Linked DNA regions of Triticum aestivum: region 1 is linked to region 2. Evidence: chromatin contacts called from public Hi-C data. All regions are on one chromosome and are shown on one strand. The core of a region is the stretch at or near the end of the contact, and the rest is flanking DNA. Distances in the headings are between cores, read along the strand shown.

Region 1 (4,254 bases), core at 1,723-4,222, 340 kb before region 2:
ACCAGAAACATGTTTTACAATTTTAAGATTATAACAGAGATAATTTTTATAACTCAGAAACATCATAAACAGACAAGTGCACTCACATAATCAGCGAACTTCTGAATAGGTGCTTTAGACATCTGGGCAGTCTCAACAAGAGATATTATCTGGCTCAAAACTGTCCCTGATCCTACTTTCGCCGCTTGTATGTGAAGGATGCCATTTAGGTTCATGGTGCCTCCAATTACTGAACTGGACACTTCCTTGCAGATAGACGCAGATTCACCAGTTACCATACTTTCATCAACATGGCTTGTACCCCAAGTGACAATGCCATCAGCAGGAATCTTTGAACCAGGAAGCACTTTTAAGACATCACCAGGTTGGATCAACAATGCATCAATTTCCTTTTCTCCAGCATATTTTCCATCTGGATTCAGGTACAGTGCTATGAGTTGATGTGTGCAACTACAATCAAAATGCAAGAGTATGGATGCAAGGCTGCAATCCTAAGCAATCAGTTAATTACTAATATCCAACGAAAAACATAAAAAGAAGGGGACTATATGTAAATCACTTAGACATGAGCTTTCTGAACTGCTAGCCATTTTTGGTGTATGCATGCTAAGTTACCATAAAGTAGGAATCAGATACCTTTGTATTTCAGAAGCAAGATAGCTGTAGCAGGAACCAGCTCTACAAGCTTCTTAATTGCATCTGATGTCCTTCCTTTAGCAAGCACCTCAAGATACTTCCCCAATAGCACAAATGTAATTATCATTGCACTTGTCTCAAAATACATCGGAGGATGAAATCCAGTGAATGCCCCATAAAGAAGCGCGCAAACTGAGTACACATATGTCGCAGTTGTGCCAAGAACGACCAATACATCCATATTTGTAGAGCCATGTCTAAGGGCCCTATAAGCTGCAATGTAGAAACGTTTGCCAACAACAAATTGTACTACACTCACTAGCATCCACTTGAGCAGATCTCCTATACGAAATGGTCCGCAGTGCATGAGTAGGAATGAGTTAATGAAAGATATGTGAGGGCATACCATGCGCATAAAAAACACTGGAATCTGGTGCAAGGAAACCAGTAAAGAAAGTCAGTACGCAAGTAAAACAACAACTCATGATAATTTTACTTTATATTATCTCTTTATAGTAGTAATTGTATGCAATAGTGACAATTATATAAAATCAATCTGACACATCAGATGGGCTTGCTATTTATTTACGGTCACAACTGGCATAAGGGTATAGCTACCAGAGGAAAATGTAGACTGAACTAGAGAGGCAACAAAAACCATAAACAAATAGGATAGCAGGGATAAAAACTTACACTTAGAAATAAGCTGGAGCGAAGGAGGTGAAGCATTTTCGAAGCCTCTTGTGCATCATTTGAAGAAGACCGTACATATGGATTCTGTACATGGCCTTTCAGTCTGCCACTGCTTTCCATATCAATAATATCCACAACCGATCTCAAACCAACGACTTCTGGATCGAATGTAATTTCAACTTCTGCCCGTACAGAATTTACATCAAATTGCCGCAAGCCTTCTGTTTTTCTCAGGATATCATACAATAAATTTACATCTCTCTCTGTATGCAATCCTATCAAACCTAATAAAGCCTTATCTTGCTCACTACTTTGTACCAGTGCGGCTTCAAAACCAGCATCCTCGATTGCCTGAACAATCTCATCTTTGCTAATAGCAGTCGGATCGTACTCAACTTCCCCTAATGAGGTCGCTAATGCAACAACTGCTCTGTTTACACCTGGCAACTTCTTTAAGATCCCTTCAACTGAGTTGACACAGGCAGCACAAGTCATCCCCCCTATCCTAAATTGGCCTGACAAAACCTTCTGTGACTTTGGCTGAGAAACAGCAGAATCTGGGAGGATTTCTGCTTCAAACCCAGCATCTTCTATTGCTTCTACAATGTCTTCTTCCTGAATACAACATACAACAAACACTGTCGGGTCCATTTCAGAAACTTTATATAAAAGCAAGTTAGTTTAAATAAGAAAGGTTACAGGTTGGCAACGTCGTGGAGAGTTGAGATCTTTGAAACAGACCTAACATCACTTTTTTTTCAGAGGTTGTTTGCAATTGCAAGTTTACAGTACAGGTGTTTCATGGTCCTGTTGGGGAACCAGTTAAATTACTTGAAAATCGTTATGATCCAATACTAGGACTGCACCTTTACAATTTAACTGGTATCTTTACCACATGATTATCAAACACGCTAGACTTGATTCCCGACAAAGCAACGCAGAGCGTCCCATAAACTCAGCCCACACGACTGATCAATCGGAACAGCCAGCTAGAACAAGGACAGGCGAGCCGAAAATGAAGCAGATACAGCACGAGTTGTGAGTGTTCGTTTCGCATCCTAAGTTCCTAACCACCATAACCGACAAAACGCAGCTAAGTTTCCCGCCTCGAGCTGACCAATTCCGCTGCTGATTACCAACAAGAGCGCTATAATCCTACAAACTCGAAGCCACCGCGCAAGAATTCACCGCAGGGGCGCGATCCCAGGCCAAATCTCCAGCGCGCGCGCGGAGGCGAGGGAGGGAGCGGAGGGGGAGGGATCACACGGAAGCAAACCTTGGCGAGCGCGGGGTCGAACACGACGTGGGCGCGGTTCTGCAGCAGCGAAACGGCGGCGCTGCTCACGCCGCAGCGGGCGGAGAGGGCAGCCTCGACGGCGCCGGTGCAGGCGGAGCACGTCATGCCCGTGACCCGCACCTGGGCCCGCCGCATGCCCGCCTCCTCCTCCTCCTCCGTCCGCGAGCTCGGCCCCTCCGCCTCGCCGTAGGACCCCAGCAGCGCCACCTCCTCCATGTCGTCGTCGCTGCCGCCGGCGACCGCCGTGAGCTGGAGGTGGGCCATGGCCGTCAGAGACGGGGGGTGGCGAGGCGAGGCGAGGCGAGGCAATAATTCGGAGGGGAATGGCAAAATGTGGGGGGGGGGAGAGACCGACCGAGCAGGCCGGGAAAGGCGCTGGGTGTAATAGTGCGAGACGTGAGGGGTGGCTCCGAGATTCCGCGAGGATTCTGGGGGCGTTTCTGAAAATGTTGCGGATAGTGCCGGTTTGGTGGGTAGGTAAGCCGGCAAATCCGGGGGTGTTAAACTGGCGTTAATAATCTCCTTGTGATATGGTTTGACTCGATCGTCCATACGATTGGATTATCTCCTTGCATGAAAGAATGCGTCTTTGTCGTCACGAAAGCGTCAACGTTGAAGGCTTCGGCGTCAAGTATGCTGCAGATCAATCCTAGCGGCGTACACAAAGTCGCACTGCAAAGCATGAGCTCTCTCCATCACTCGCCGGAAGCAGCCAGCGATTGCGTCAGGCCTATACATACGCATGCATGTCCGCTGTATTTTTTGTTCAGAGCGATTGACTCTTTCAGAAATCCAATTTGGTCCTTTGGCCCGTGTGTTTTTTTTTTTTTTTGAAGATCGGGTCGATCGCCCTTGCATTCGGATCGCTGGTTGCTGATAATGCCATCGCTTTCAGCCATCTGCTCGTGTGTCTGGGATTTCGCGAGACCTATTACTAAGAAACACCAGTCCTACTGGGAAACAGCAGCACCATCCTTCGTGGAGATGACTCGGCGATTGAGCTGCTCGCTCCATCCTTCGTGTCCAGTGACTGGTTCCTTTTATTTTGCCAGTTTTTCTTATCTTGGCGCATTTCCGTCCAGTTTTGACAGGCCAGGGAAGCTTCAAGGAGACAAGCTTCAGTGTCCGCTCTGATTTGATCTGGGATCCTGTATACTCCTAGCTTGTATAGTACTGCATCCGCCTTTGCCTTTGGATCACAACAATAAACAACAAACAACATGTCTCAGCAAACAAGGGAACGCGCGGATCTGTTCATCGGTTCAGCGGCAGGGGAATAGCCTTGGTCGATGCATGGCATGGGGACCATACCATCTTCGATCGATCCAGTCCAATCCAGAAAATAGCTTAGAATTATAAGCCGATGTGATCCTCTCGGGATGTAGCAGATTTTTTCTGCGTCCGCGAGCCCATCATGCTGCGACGATGGAGATGTTTTCTTTCCCTCGAGGAACACGCGGGACAGAGACGTTCTCCCGTTGTTGACTTCAATTCATGGCACGGCCACGCCTACATACGGTGGGTTCGGTGGGAATAGGGATGTTTGTTTACAGGGACTTATTGATATAGAGACATAAAAAAATTTCCTTTTAGTCATATCTAAACCAAACAAAAAGGACTTATAAAGA
Region 2 (3,893 bases), core at 343-2,842:
AAAGGGACCAAAAGCCAAACGGCCATGCAAAACAAGAGGCGAGAAAAAACAGAGGGGCGGTACACGAGTACGAGTAGGAGCGCCCCGCGGCAAAGCACCGGCGATAAAAAGCAGAGGCCTTTTTTCCAGCGGAGCAAAGTGGAGAGAAGAAGCGGCCAAAACAAACGTGATTTGGAGATGGGATGAAAGGACGGCATGACGCAAAACGAGATGAGATTTCGAAAGGTTGAACCAGAAAGTAACTCCGCGTTTGTTTAGGAGACGACCAGAAATCATGGTCCGGTTATTGGATCACTATACTGTGCCTGGGCGCATATTCCTTGTCTACATTTCGTGTAGGATAGATGCCCCTTCCAAGCATAGTGCCGCCACGAGCTGCCTGTAAAATGGCCATCATGTTATTGAGATTCCATGCATCATGGCGATATGGCACCCTGGTGCAGTGGAAAAACGAACCTTCCGCTGGAAGCATGGGGAATTAACCTTCCGCTAGAAGGAACCTCACACGGAAGAAAACCATTTCAATATTTTTTTTTCTTCTTCTTCCCCGAGCTCCACTAATACTAGTTCCTTCGTTAACAAATATAAGTAGTTGCATTTTTCTTTATAAATAGATGTATATAAAAACATTCCAGTTTGTTCAATCACTCATTTCAGTTCGTACAAAGGAAGGCCATATTAAAATATTCAAAATATCTTATAGTATTTGTGAACCTTGGACTAGAAGGGTGGAAAATAAATCTTCAACTAGAAGTAATCTGAAACGGAAGAAAATCATCTCAATTTTTCCCCGGAGCTCAACTAATATTTCTGTGCTCAGATATAGTCCCTCCATTCCTTTACTTAAGGTGTATACATTTTGGCATGGCGGCCAAGGCACATAATTATTCACAAGTTAAGACAAAATTAACTTTGGCTGAATCATTGATTGGTGGCAAGTAAATCATTTAACCTAGAAAAGTAAGAGATACACGCAATCGGGAGATATATACTTTCCCTTTTTTTTTCTTTACAAGCAAAGATACATACAATTGGGGGAGAGATACTTTCCTTTATCCTAGAGGTCTAAAAGCGAAATTTTATAGAATCAAAAGAAATGCAACTTATATTATGGAATTTTATCAAAAACAAAATACACCTTATATAAAGGAACGGAGGAAGTAATTCACAAGCCATGGAGCGGTAATAACAAGAAAATGAGAGTAGCAGACCAAGTTTATTTTGAAAGGATTAAAACGAGAAAGTACTAGTATATCACACAATTGAACCATGAACCCGGTGACCAAAATGCCCCCCAAAAAAATCACCCAACCAGGGCATGAATTTCGCTTTGACACGGAGAGTGGATGCCAGCCAGAGAGGAGATCCCCCCTCCCCTTGCTCAAACAAGGAACGCATCCAACCAACACTTGTACTAGTAGCATGGCACCGTGACGGCCAGACCCCCAACGAGTTGTAGGAGGCGTCGTCGCCATCATCGTCATCCGTTCTTCATCCCTTTCACACTATAAATAGCTCCCCCCAAAGGATGGATTCGTTGCACATTCCCTCTCCTCTCTCCACCCCCGCAGCTGCAACAAGACAAGCCACATCTACATACATCCCCATCCACCCCCGCCCTCACGCGCCACCACCACCACTGAACCAGAGAGAGGGAGGGAGGGCAGACAGGAAGACAGAATTGGCCTGCCAAGAAAACAAAAGAGAGATCAAACCAAACCAGACCAACCAAGAGGAGAATTGCCAAGAAACACACACACACAGAGAGAGAGAGAGAGAGAGAGAGAGAGAGTCGTCAAGAGGCAGTGAGAGAGAGCAAGGCGGGGAGGGAGGGGGAGATGGGGATGCGGGTGCCCGGGTGGGTTGGGGGCCTGGTGGAGGAGAGCTTCTTCGTGGGGTGCGAGGCGCACGAGAGCCGCAGGAAGAACGAGAAGAACATCTTCTGCCTCGCCTGCTGCACCAGCATCTGCCCGCACTGCGCCCCCGCCCACCGCCACCACCCACTCCTACAGGTCCGACTCCATACCTCATCGCTCTCGTTTCTTCATCCTCCGCCTTACCCGAACTCACGGTTAATCTTCTTTAATTGGTTGATTTTCTTGCTGCATGCATGCTTTTTTTGGGTACAATTGTTCTGATTTATTAGTTCCCTCTTCTTCTTCCGATTCGCATGTTTCTTGCAAAGTTTCTGCCCTCGATCTGCTTCCTTTGTCAGCAGGCTAGAAGAGATCATCAAAGGATCAGTGCTGCATGCCTCAGTTAATCTACCTTGTTTGGGCTTAATTAGTAGTAGCCGGACGAATTGGACTAAACTAATGAATCAATTAGCACAAGGTAGCCGCTACACAGACTAGATAGGCCAAGAGGAGGTGTGTCTATCTATCCATCGACCCATCCCAATTGCTTTTTGTTTTGTCCTGTGCTGTCTTTTCAAGAGCTGTTGTTTCCTCGCTTAGATTTGGCTTAAGCCCGGACGGACGGACGCGTGATGCCCTATTGCTATTGGCCACCATCTAGCTACTAGTGGTTGTCTAAGATAGTAGGAGTATTATTGAAGCTTAGAACTCCCCTCTCGTTTTGGAATTCCATGCTAATCTCTCCTGTACTTGCTCGGGTCCTTGTCCATGTCGTCTTGCGAGTTCTTGGTCATACGCCACTTTTCAGGGCCTCGAATTAGGATGGCGATTGCAACATGTAGTAGTACGTAGTATGTAACCATCACCTCACCTCACCTAATCTGCATAAAGCAACAGCCCCATAAATCGCAACTGCCTAGTTTAATTTAATCATGGCAGCTGCAGCTGGATGGATTCTCTGCCAAATTATTCTTCTTCGGTAAATTGATAGGGTAAAAATTAAATATAGTAGAAATGGCCTTTCTAATTTAAAAATAAATTCTGTTGCATGCGGTTTGCTTTGCTCCTCCTCTTGATCCTCTTGATCTCTTTTGCCTCAAGAGGAATGAATTTTCTTGTCCTCTTCCTGCCGGTTCCCAACCCCTTCCTTTTCATCGCAACTAATTTGGCCAGCTTCTGCCGGCATGGGTAGAACTCTGATGTGATGGGATGGAACCTGGTCGAAAATTTTGCGTGAATTTTCACCGCCCCCTTGGCCGTTCGCTGGAAATGGGTATAGTCCTACAATACACGGTGAATTCTCACCGCTGCGTCCATGCTCCTGCACTGCCGCCTTCCCCCCTCCCTTTGCTGGAAAGGGGCCTTTCCAAACTTGTGATTGTGCTCCCCTTTTCCACCTTACCCAAAATAATAATTTACTGCAACGTCACAGTCTCATTTCCACCATCGCCGCGCTCGATTCGACGCAAAAGCGATGTTGATGGCGGTGGTAAATTGCTCCCTTCCCAAGAAGATGTTTCTACCTTTCCGAGTGAGCCGATCATTAGCATCGTATATCTTTTGTGTAGAGTGATTGGATTACCTCATGCTTCTCGGCGATTTGCCATTTAAAGGCCGGTTTATCCAAACCGTTTTGCCATGCATGGAAGCGCATCCGATCCCTGCCCTGCCCTTGTGGTGGCGCTCTTCCGCATCTGCAAGGCAGGCAGGTGGGTGTGCATGGTAAGAATTGGGGCGTCTTAGGATTGTTACCGCGGGGGCAAACAAGATTTACCATATTGTGCGCCGTGGTAAATGGGCTCCTTGTCTTTTTTACCAAAGAAGGCCACAATGCTGTTCCTCCCTGCGACGGGGGGGCCTCCCTCGATACTGTTCATTCATGGCACAGTCAAGTGCTAGCCACCAAAAGGGCTCTCCTTCCCCCTCAGCTGCTGCTCATCTTTTACCATTCACCACCAACCCCTCCGGTTGAGTTTTTACCGTCGTGCCCTCTGGTCCGGCCACTGGTTTGGCCATACGCTCTGGTGGATGCTGTGC

The links. Hi-C and Micro-C count contacts between places; a contact is called where the count stands out from the background.
Region 1: a Hi-C map of leaf shows a contact between it and region 2, with 6 times the contacts expected there. The contact joins the promoter of LOC123132560 here to the enhancer-like site in region 2. A contact is called at or near these places in 2 of 5 Hi-C or Micro-C datasets (both in leaf).

The regions. Positions count from the first base shown.
Region 1 is chr6A:148,737,431-148,741,684 of IWGSC CS RefSeq v2.1, reverse strand. It overlaps LOC123132560 (cation-transporting ATPase HMA5), which reads right to left and starts at 2,972. Exons shown (of 9, transcript XM_044552389.1): 1 at 2,606-2,972; 2 at 1,330-1,944; 3 at 637-1,066; 4 at 87-412. The coding sequence starts at 2,890.
Region 2 is chr6A:148,392,715-148,396,607 of IWGSC CS RefSeq v2.1, reverse strand. It overlaps the pseudogene LOC123132559. Among protein-coding and RNA genes, the nearest start is that of LOC123132560, 340 kb to the left of the region's middle. Within about 2 kb of position 1,592, at least 2 of the 8 cell types and tissues checked have an H3K27ac peak or open chromatin away from gene starts, as enhancers often do. A contact at or near this core is called in leaf, where this site is marked.